2 separate regions of the Zea mays genome follow, and region 1 is linked to region 2. A link is a contact called in public Hi-C data. All regions are on one chromosome and are shown on one strand. Each heading gives the region's core, a stretch centred on a gene start, on an enhancer-like site or on the middle of the called end of the contact. The rest is flanking DNA. Distances are from core to core; before and after follow the strand shown. Region 1 has its middle 120 kb from the start of LOC103650297. Region 2 holds the start of LOC103650299 (receptor protein-tyrosine kinase CEPR1).

Region 1 (5,358 bases), core at 1,873-4,372, 180 kb before region 2:
TCCGACAGTGTAGTGCTGCACCCGCAAGCTATAGTAGAGATTCACTGTGGACGTGTTTGGTAGGCTGCATATGGGCCGGCCAGGCTGGTGAGATACAGCGTACGCTTGTTTGGTTGCTTGTCTCTGTATCTGGTGGGCTGAGGGGCGGTGTTTGGTTGCCTGTATGTCTGTGCTCACCTGCACTGCGGGATGCAACATCTCGCTGTGAGCCAGGCTGTGGAGAAACGAGTTTCATTTCTGTATCTCGGGAGCCAGGCCCTGGCTAGCCTGTTTGGAGCGGGCAGGCTCCACTGCGAAACGAACCAAACACGCCCTGTATGTTCGCTATATCTGCAACGCAACATGTGAGTTAATTGACTGACCAGTGACTGAAATATTGACGTGGCATTAGCTTTGTGGCGAGCATGCATGCGCCCTTGTTCAAAAGGAGTATTCATTCCCCGCCCACTACAAAGCTAATGCCGCATGACAGTGTTTTCACCTTAGGAATGTTAATGGCCGTAACCATTGTGTTTGTTCTTTTACGAAATGATTATTCATATCTTTGTAATCGATTCGATCTCTCCTTTTTTCTCACGGTGAAGTAAAAGTGAGTTACCATGCCGTACCATATATACCTAACTCTTCCATTGCATAATCTACACTCTTTAGGTTATAGATTATGGTAATCTACACTGTTTAGATCCCTATACCAAAATTACCATCTTACCCTTATTTATCATTGTAGCGATCATGCATGCACAATGAAGTTAGGTGCCATTTGGTTCCCAAAATGTAACGTAAATGATAACGGTAATGGTTTGCATTCGATTACCAGCGGTAACAAATTTGTATAGACTGGTATCAATTTCTAGTGTGGTATCCGATTATGGTTGGACTTAAACAAATATGATTTAACGTTATTTGTTACCTATTACATTACAAACATATCAACCAAACAGCACCTTAGTTAATTAGTTAGTGGTGCAATTGAGGAGCAGTGCTAGAAAAAGTAGTATAGATTGCCTAGAAGCGAAGTACTCACTCGGTCTTAGAAAGAATGTAATTCTAGCTACGGTACAAAATCAATATTTAGTTTGATATTATTTTCTATTAAATATGTACTAATATTTATAATATCAAGTAAGCATCGTATAAATTTGTTATAAATTATATTTATGTGAAATTATAACTGATGATAGTATTTTCGATATACTTAGTTAAAACTAAAATAATTTGATTTAGACTAGATCTTGATCACATTCTTTTTAATATGGTGGTAGTAATATCTTGAATATTGTAGAGGACATTTTTTATCCCGAAAGAGTACAAACTAGAATTATCCATATTGCAGATCTCGTTGTTGTTGTTGCCATTCAGGGCATTGTTGTTTGGGACTTCATTGGTTAGGATGTCTCTGATTAGGGTGCTTCTGGTTAGGGCGCTGCTACAAACACTCAACCAAATCCTTGATAGCCCTGCACTCAATCAGATCATGAGTATCCGACCTGTGCATAGGGCAGCACCCACCAGTGCCCGGGGGTTGGGTGGAGTTGCTTCTCATTCCTAGGGGGTAGGTTCATTGCACCTTTCTATGGTAACACAGATTTTGGGTCCACTAGGCCTTTACCCTTTTTAATTTTTCAAGGCTTGGGTTGGGAGGGCCCAGCGTCCGACATCCCTGGTTGCATTTCACTAGGAGCATACCTTCCTCTACCCATTACCATTCACACACACTTGTCTGCTAGAGAGAGCATCTCTCCAATGTTTTGAATGTTGCAGGTGGCGAGCTTTGTGAGCATTTTCTTGTCGTGAACGCCTTGTCAGAAGGTGACGATGACGAACGCTATTAAGATCCAGAAAATGTTGTTCCTAACTTGCCAAAAAGCAACTCTGTGCCAGGTCAAGACCATGGCACGACACCGGTGCCTGGACAAAGATAAACCATGGTCGGGACCCGAGAGTGCGTAAATGGAGATCCTGGTCCGTTGCAACCTTTTCTAATTTTGGTTGCACAAGGAGAGAAGGGAAATGGTTGACCCTATTGGTGGCTATGAATGTGGCAATGTCTTATCACATTGTTTAGTAGGAGCCCCACTGATGTCTGATGTCAATGGGTTGTGGATAAGAGCCTCCATGGCGTCGAGAGGACCAATGGTGTCATAGGCACCAAAGTCAAGGCACCGACGAGCCCGTCGAGATGACCAGTGTTCGGAGAACCCTTATGCTTGGAGGTTGCCTCACCCTGGTCCTAATACAAGGCAGGGGGAGTGGTGCACATTCAATGGTCTTGCTCCTCCAAGGCTCATAGAAGCATAAGGTGTAATGCCCTCATGGTGTTGTGCACCCCAATCGGGATACATGCCAAAGCCAGGCCTATGAGAACTGTGTCATGAGGCCCCATCGAGGCATGCCCGCACATCAGAGGGCCTCGAGATCAAGTTGTTATTCCCTTGGAGTGTGTCGAGATCAAGTTGTCCCTAAGGCTAGACCTCAGCCTTGGTCGAAGCAAAGGCAGGTTCTGGGCATAGAGTTCTAGGAGCGATGATCTCGATAGTCAGGTCCGTTAAATGTACCTTGACGATATGGTCTTCCCCGAATAATGAAAGATAGTGCTATATGGTTGGACTCGTGATGTTTTTTTATCAAGTCACTAAGGGTGTGTTTATTAGTTGGATGTATATGGACGAATGAAAGGGGACGGCCACAATTTTTATAGTGTTTGGATGAGAGTTATGTAGGGGTGACGTAAACACCGGATTAGTTTTTGGTGGCGGCGTGATTCCAAAAAATCGAGGGGATGGTGTCATCCCCGCTTCATCCCATTTTAACCTCAAACCAAACACATCTATGTGTTTTTACCAGGTCAAGCCACTAATGTTGGGTTAATTGAGTGACGAACCATACGTTATTATGTACTAATTCTTTTATATACAACGATTGTTCTGATGTTGTTCTAAACTTAATGATGCTTTTGGCCAATCAGGAGAGGCGAGAAACACGTGAGGATGACTGCATGCATACGCAAATAGAATAAGGAAAGTTTCTTCTTTAAAAAAAAAACTGGAGTCGTCACGGTCTCCTTTTTCATGTGCACCCATGGTGAGTTACATTTTATTTTTATCCGCAACTCCTTATCCACCATGGATTCCTCGACGTGGACCCACCACCACCTCCACGAAAATTACTTTGTTCTCAAATATCCATCCCTCCTTTTCTTTTGGGAAATTCAGAAAAAAATGGACTAAATATTTTTGACTTTTCTTTTATTCATGCTGTTCTTTGTAGGACATTTTTTTCTTCATCAGTACAACGAGGATGGAAGTTTTATTCGGTGCTATCCAAAAAAAAACGACGACCGTGGAAACTAAAGCGGAAAACATTGGAGCACACGTGTGCATTCCATTCCTGTGGCATTATTTCATCCTTTTCGATGGAATTATTCTTCTTGACGTGTTAAACAGCAGTAAAGAATTTGTGCCGAATGCCTACGGTTGCTAGCTAGTAGCTATAATGGTGAAGCGCCTAAATTCCATTTAATTTAAACGTTCTTACCCCCTCCGTTCCAAATTATAAGTCGTTTGGTTTTTAACCAAATTTGACTACCTCGTCGTAATAGAAAATGTCATATTTATCATTTATTTTATTATGATATCATTTAGGTCCCGTTTGTTTCCTTTCATTTTGAGAAATTGGAATCTTACTAATGGAATGAGCTATTTTTTTAGAATGTGACATTTCATCACTTTCCAAAGTTATCATATAAGTCTATCTCAAATTCATGGGGTGGAAGATGAAAATTGATTCTATAGATTTACATGCTATTTTTCTGATGTACAACTTATAGTACACTCTTCTACTTGCGTCGCTCTAACATAAATATAGTATATAACTATCTTTTTCATATGATTTAGGATAATATAGAAATATATTACGTATATAAATATATAAACTTAATTAGTTTTGTCTAAATTATAATTATTAAAATGGAATTCAATTCTAATAAAACAAACGGGGCCTTAGTGTAATATACTTTCAGTATAGTAATGATTTTTTGCAAAATTTTTTAATAAGACGAGCGGAACAAACTTGGTCTAAAAAGTCAAATAAATTATAATTTTGAACGAAAGGAGTATTTGTGGGGGATAGATATCCCCGAATCATCAAAACACGGACTCGTTTCCTAAGGTACTTGAAAGGCCCCCGATATGGCCTCGATGGCTGAATTTTGGGCCTCGACACGAGGTAGCTGAAGCTAGCTTAAAGCCCCACGCGCGGGAGTTTAAGGCTAACTAAATACTGCGTGACTTGGCCTGCGCATGCAAAGTGGGTGCGAGCTTTGCAAGAGAGGCCAATGTGCGACTTGAAGAATCAGCACGATCACCGTGAGTAACGGATAAACATGGACAAGTACTCCAATATGTACAGGGATATCTCCTCGGTCATGTATATAAAGCTGAGAGGGTACCCCTACAAAAAGTTAGACTCCGCTAGATCACAAGATCATCCTCATCTTCTACCTTCAGCAATCACTTGTAAACATTTGAACTTAGATCAATACAATCTCCAGCCCGAACTTGTATAATTCATTTTGTTCCATCGTGCCTTGCACGAACCATGGAGCTGCGATCAACGTCATCGTCCTCCCAAAAGCACTACGTGGACACACTCCGTAGTGCACCATCGGTACCTAGCACCAACAGTTGGCGCGCTAGGTAGGGGGGTGCGACGTCGATTCCCGACAGCTCCATGGTTGTCACCTTCAACATCGTCTTCAAATTCACTATTGGGGAGGTTTTCCACTTCGGATCCCTCTCATGTATCATCAACCAAAGGGGTGCCCTACATCGGGTGTTGGGCGCAGGGAAGGGCACTCTAGGATCACGCATCACCGACCTCATGAAAAAAGGGCCCTCGTCGAGATCCAGCACAACCTTGGAAACGACTGTGGTCAAACCTCGGGTGGTCACGGCTCGACCCGCAGTGGCATGTTCTCAGGTACATGGGCCCCAACTCAACCGTGCGCCATGTCGGGATGTCTCTATGACGACGAAGTGAGTAGTCCTCCCAACACTTCCGTATCGTCCGGTTATTACAACAATATCGACGTGGCGGCCCCACTATTCACATCGCCGATCCGAGTATAGACCTAGATCACCTGGAAGAGAGGTGGTACTAAGGACCCCGCCACCCCTGGGTCGGAGGGTGAGAGCACCTAGAGGGGGGGTGAATAGGTGATCCTGTAAATCTTAAAAACTTAAGCCCCAAAACTTTGATTAAGTGTTAGCACAGTTAATGCCAAGTGGCTAGAGCGAAGATCTTGCACAATATGATAATCACAAGAAGATCAACACAGAGAGGACACGGTGATTTATCCCG
Region 2 (5,567 bases), core at 1,192-3,691:
AAATATAAATAGGTTTATAAAAATGATAATAGTTATCAAAAAAATCTGGTAAATTCTTGGAAGAACATGTTAAATAGAGAAATACATTTTAAAACTTTTTACACTCAAGAAACACCAAGAGTACACATAAGTAAGCAAGCAACACACACACATTTAATTTTAGAAAAAAATAAATATTTTTCCTATGTTAAATTCCTTGTAGAATAAATTAAGTTTGGCAAAATTTTAAAATCATGCAAAAAAATCGTTGCATTAATTATTATTCCTATTCACATACTTAAATTTGAGAATTTTAGGATGTGACATATACTTACAAGGATAAGTACCAAGATGTTAGAGCAAAGACATCTAAGTTGTCATGAGCACAAAACCTTATGGTAAAAATATAGACTCTATTACTTGCAACAGGGAAATGAGTGAACTGTACTTTCAATCATGTCGATATAGGTCCGCCCTTGCATGTAACATAATATGGTATCGAAACAAGAGGTTTCAAGTTCGATTCCTAGTTAGTGTAATTAAAAATAATAGTTGTTGTTGGCTTCTATTCTAAACATAAGTTTATTTTTTTATATATTACTTATATATAAAATAAAGAATGATATGCTATTAATCAAATCAAACTAAGTACCACGTACCACTAATAATGCAACTGTACTACGTACCAATATAATATAATTATAAAACTAATAATATAATAGTACCACATATTAATACGAAATTAATGCCACAAATACAATATACCCCTAATCCCTAAACCACATATACCACTAATACATTAATGAAATCGAACTAAACATAATACTAATCACACACACTAATAAGACAAACACAATTACAAATATAAACTAATTCCGACGGTAATAAAATAACGGCCGCCGAAAATATGGAATAAAATACGCAAAAAAATTTAACCTCTTGGTGGGGGGAGCAGGGGCGGCGCGGCGGGACGGCGCGTCAGGCGTGGGGCGTCGTGGCTGTGCAGCAGGGCAGGTCGCCAGGGCCGGTCAGCGTGGACGAGGGCGGTCAACACGGCGGCACGGTGTGGGGGCGGGCTTGGCGGCGTGGTTGGCCTGTGCAGGGGCGGTCGACGCGGCAGGGCAGGGACAGTGCGGCGGCATAGCCAGAAGACAACAGAAGAGAGAAGAATGAAGAAGAAGGTCGGCCGCGCGGTTTTGAAAATAAGCATTTATTTTCAGTGGCCGTGTCAGTGGCCGTCGAAAATAAATGCTTATTTTTGGCTTTCGAGCCCTGACCACCAAAAATAACAGTGACCATCGAAAATACTGTACAATGCTGTTGTGTTTCCTCTATATGTTTTCTCAAATCCATAACGACTGAAGGAGAGCATCCAACTTTGCAGACAGATTAAAGCTTCAGCCGCGCTAGCAGATAGTGAAGTGCCAAAGGAATTTACAATTCTCCCTCTAGAGTCTAGAACTAAATGTAGATTCTAAAGCTACTGTAGAGACAGGTACTGCCAAGACACCTTTTGCCAACTTTAGATAGGATGGGGTACTTGTTTGAGTTGCATTTCCACCACAATAGTAGACCAAAATTATTTGTATTTTTTCACAGTTATCTGTGAAATACATGGATAGTTCAAAATTATATTTATCCATGCTCAGTTTCTTCTAGTCGCATAGTGAAGTGGGAGGCTAGCAATAAGGATGGATTCTGCTCATGCTCATCCACAGTAATATGTAGCGGAGGTTGATTGTAATTACTGAGGTAATTATGACCTGTAGCACACTTAACATAGCACTCAAATTAATAAATAACGAATATCGTTTTGAATTTTTCCTACAACTTTTGCTTTGATGGACCATATACCCCAAAAAAGAAAAGGCTAAGATACGTCATCTTGTAACGAGGATCTAAGATAAGGGCAATAAATAGTAAGTTGTTTAGGTCATTCTTGTCCTCCCAATATTTACTAAACTTAATCTTTATGTGTTGAGACATTTCAGCTACGAAAGAATCACTATGTCCAGCAAATTCATTCAACTTTGAGTAAGAAGCTACTTGATGTCACATGTAAAGAACACCTTCAAGAAATGGATAGAACGCCTTCAAGAAATGGATAGAACGCCTAGCGTGGAGGAAGATGATTCACAAAATAAGTTTTGAATTGTTTGTTCTCCTTACTCAAATGTAATTGCAAAAGGCTTGTCAAATGTAATTGCAAAAGCCTTCTCAAATAGTATAAAGTTTATATCATCGCCATCACCATTCAGGGCTTGTTCGCTTTGGAGTGGATTGAGAGGGATTGGAGGGGATTAAATCCCCTCCTACACAAATTTGTATAGGAGGGGATTTAATCCCCTCCAATCCCCCTCAATCCACTCCAAAGCGAACAAGCCCTCAGCAATTCCAATTCCCTCCACAGATTCCCGCTCCACTTATTTACTCCCTCCCTTCCTGATAGCTCCTCCTCACCATTCCAATTCCATTTGCAACAAAAGGTTTCTTTCAACAGCAGCTTGCACACACGTACGAGCGAGCACAAGAAAAGCATCCTCACACATACTGGTCAGCTGGTGCTATGGTGTCCACCACTCTCTGCAGTTCACCTCCACCCTTGCTCTGCTTCGTTCTCATCATCATCATCTTCTTCGCGTCCGGCGATGGCGGCGCGGCGGCGGCGGCATTGGAGCTGGACACGCAGGCTGCCTATCTCGCCAATATGAAGGAGCAGTTCGCGGGGCCTGGCATGTCGAGGTGGTGGGACTTCATGTCGCCGGCGCCGGACTACTGCAGCTTCCACGGCATCGCCTGCGACCGGTCCGGCAACGTCACGGGCATCGACGTCACGTCGTGGCGCCTCGTCGGCCGGCTCCCGCCTGGCGTCTGCGCGGCGCTCCCCGCGCTCCGGGAGCTTCGGATGGCGTACAACGATGTCCGCGGCGGGTTTCCGCTGGGCGTGCTCAACTGCACCTCCCTGGAGGTGCTCAACCTCAGCTACTCCGGCGTGTCGGGTGCCGTGCCCCCCAACCTGTCCCGGCTGCGCGCGCTTCGGGTGCTCGACCTCTCCAACAACCTCTTCACCGGCGCGTTCCCGACGTCCATCGCCAACGTCACGAGCCTGGAGGTGGTGAACCTCAACGAGAACCCCGGCTTCGACGTGTGGCGGCCGCCCGAGTCGCTGTTCGTGCCGCTGCGGCGCATCCGCGTGCTCATCCTCTCCACCACGTCCATGCGCGGCGGCATCCCCGCGTGGTTCGGCAACATGACGTCGCTCACCGACCTCGAGCTCAGCGGCAACTTCCTCACCGGCCGCATCCCGGAGTCGCTGGCGCGCCTCCCGCGCCTGCAGTTCCTCGAGCTCTATTACAACGAGCTGGAGGGCGGCGTCCCCGCCGAGCTCGGCAACCTCACGCAGCTCACCGACATGGACCTCTCCGAGAACCGCCTCACCGGCGGCATCCCGGACTCGCTGTGCGCGCTGCGCAACCTGCGCGTGCTCCAGATCTACACCAACCGTCTCACGGGCCCCATCCCGGCCGTGCTCGGCAACTCCACGCAGCTGCGCATCCTCTCCGTGTACCGCAACCAGCTCACCGGCGAGATCCCCGCCGACCTCGGCCGGTACTCGGACCTCAACGTGATCGAGGTGTCGGAGAACCAGCTGACGGGGCCGCTGCCGCCGTACGCCTGCGCCAACGGCCAGCTCCAGTACATCCTGGTGCTGAGCAACCTCCTGACGGGGCCCATCCTGCCGGCGTACGCCGAGTGCACGCCGCTGCTCCGGTTCCGCGTGAGCAACAACCACCTGGAGGGCGACGTGCCGCCGGGCATCTTCGGCCTCCCGCACGCCTCCATCGTCGACCTCAGCTACAACCACTTCACCGGGCCCGTGGCGGCCACGGTGGCGGGCGCCACGAACCTGACCTCGCTGTTCGCGTCCAACAACCGGATGTCCGGACAGCTCCCTCCGGAGATCGCCGCCGCGTCGGGGCTGGTGAAGATCGACCTGAGCGACAACCTCATCGCCGGACCCATCCCGGAGTCCGTGGGCCTGCTGTCGAAGCTGAACCAGCTGTCCCTGCAGGGAAACAGGCTGAACGGATCCATCCCGGAGACGCTCGCCGGGCTCAAGGCGCTGAACGTGCTGAACCTGTCGGACAACGCGCTGTCCGGCGAGATCCCGGAGTCGCTGTGCAAGCTGCTGCCCAACTCGCTGGACTTCTCCAACAACAACCTGTCGGGGCCGGTGCCCCTGCAGCTGATCAAGGAGGGCCTGCTGGAGAGCGTGGCGGGGAACCCGGGGCTGTGCGTGGCGTTCCGGCTGAACCTGACGGACCCGGCGCTGCCGCTCTGCCCGCGGCCGAGCCTGCGGCGGGGGCTGGCCAGGAACGTGTGGGTGGTGGGCGTCTGCGCTCTGGTGTGCGCCGTGGCGATGCTAGCGTTGGCGCGGCGGTGGGTGCTGCGGGCGCGGCGGTGCGCGGAGCAGGAGGGGGCGCTGGCGTTGTCGCCGGCGTCCAGCGCGTCGTACGACGTGAGGAGCTTCCACAAGCTGAGCTTCGAGCAGCACGAGATCCTGGAGGCGCTGATCGACAAGAATATCGTGGGGCACGGGGGCTCTGGGACCGTGTACAAGATCGAGCTTAGCAGCGGCGAGCTGGTGGCGGTGAAGAAGCTGTGGTTGTCGTCGTCGAAACGGCTGCTGCGTGGGCCGAGCAGCAAGCAGGTGGACTGGGCGGCGGCGGCGGCGATGACCAACACAACCAACACGAGAGACAGCACAACAAGCGACGGCGGCGGCGGCGGGTGGCTCGGCGACCGCGAGCTCCGCACGGAGGTGGAGACGCTGGGCAGCATCCGGCACAAGAACATCGTGAAGCTCTACTGCTGCTACTCCGGCGCAGACTGCAACCTGCTGGTGTACGAGTACATGCCCAACGGCAACCTGTGGGAGGCGCTCCACGGCTGCTACCTGCTGCTGGACTGGCCGACGCGGCACCGTGTGGCGCTCGGCGTCGCGCAGGGGCTCGCCTACCTCCACCACGACCTCCTCTTCCCCATCGTGCACCGCGACATCAAGTCCTCCAACATCCTCCTCGACGCCGACTTCGAGCCCAAGGTAGCAGACTTCGGCATCGCCAAGGTGCTCCAGGCGCGCGGCGGCGGTGGCGTTGACCGAGACCGAGACGCCTCCACCACCACCATCGCCGGCACCTACGGCTACCTGGCGCCAGGTAGGATATCGGATCGGAGTACATGCTTGCATGCATGCGTGATTTGGTTTCCTTTTTTTATTTGTTAAGTCCTCTGAGGCTCTGATATATGCAGAGTACGCCTACTCGTCCAAGGCGACGACCAAGTGCGACGTGTACAGCTTTGGCGTGGTGCTGATGGAGCTGGCCACGGGGAGGAAGCCCATCGAGCCGGAGTTCGGGGACACGAGGGACATCGTGCACTGGGTCTCCGGCAAGGTGGCCGCCGGCGCCGGAGCCGAGGCGGACGCGCTGGACAAGCGCCTCGCGTGGAGTCCATACAAGGAGGAGATGGTGCAGGCGCTGCGCGTCGCCGTGCGCTGCACCTGCAGCATGCCGGGACTCCGCCCC

Evidence for each region. A called contact is a pair of places that touch in the nucleus more often than the background predicts.
Region 1: a contact with region 2 is called in a Hi-C map of leaf, with 5 times the contacts expected there. The contact joins the enhancer-like site here to the promoter of LOC103650299 in region 2. A contact is called at or near these places in 2 of 25 Hi-C or Micro-C datasets (bundle sheath and leaf).

The regions. Positions count from the first base shown.
Region 1 is chr3:108,249,410-108,254,767 of Zm-B73-REFERENCE-NAM-5.0, reverse strand. No RefSeq gene overlaps it. Among protein-coding and RNA genes, the nearest start is that of LOC103650297, 120 kb to the left of the region's middle. Within about 2 kb of position 3,122, at least 1 of the 20 cell types and tissues checked has an H3K27ac peak or open chromatin away from gene starts, as enhancers often do. A contact at or near this core is called in leaf, where this site is marked.
Region 2 is chr3:108,066,776-108,072,342 of Zm-B73-REFERENCE-NAM-5.0, reverse strand. LOC103650299 (receptor protein-tyrosine kinase CEPR1) reads left to right here and starts at 2,441. Exons shown (of 2, transcript XM_008675904.3): 1 at 2,441-5,198; 2 at 5,293-5,567. The coding sequence starts at 2,546.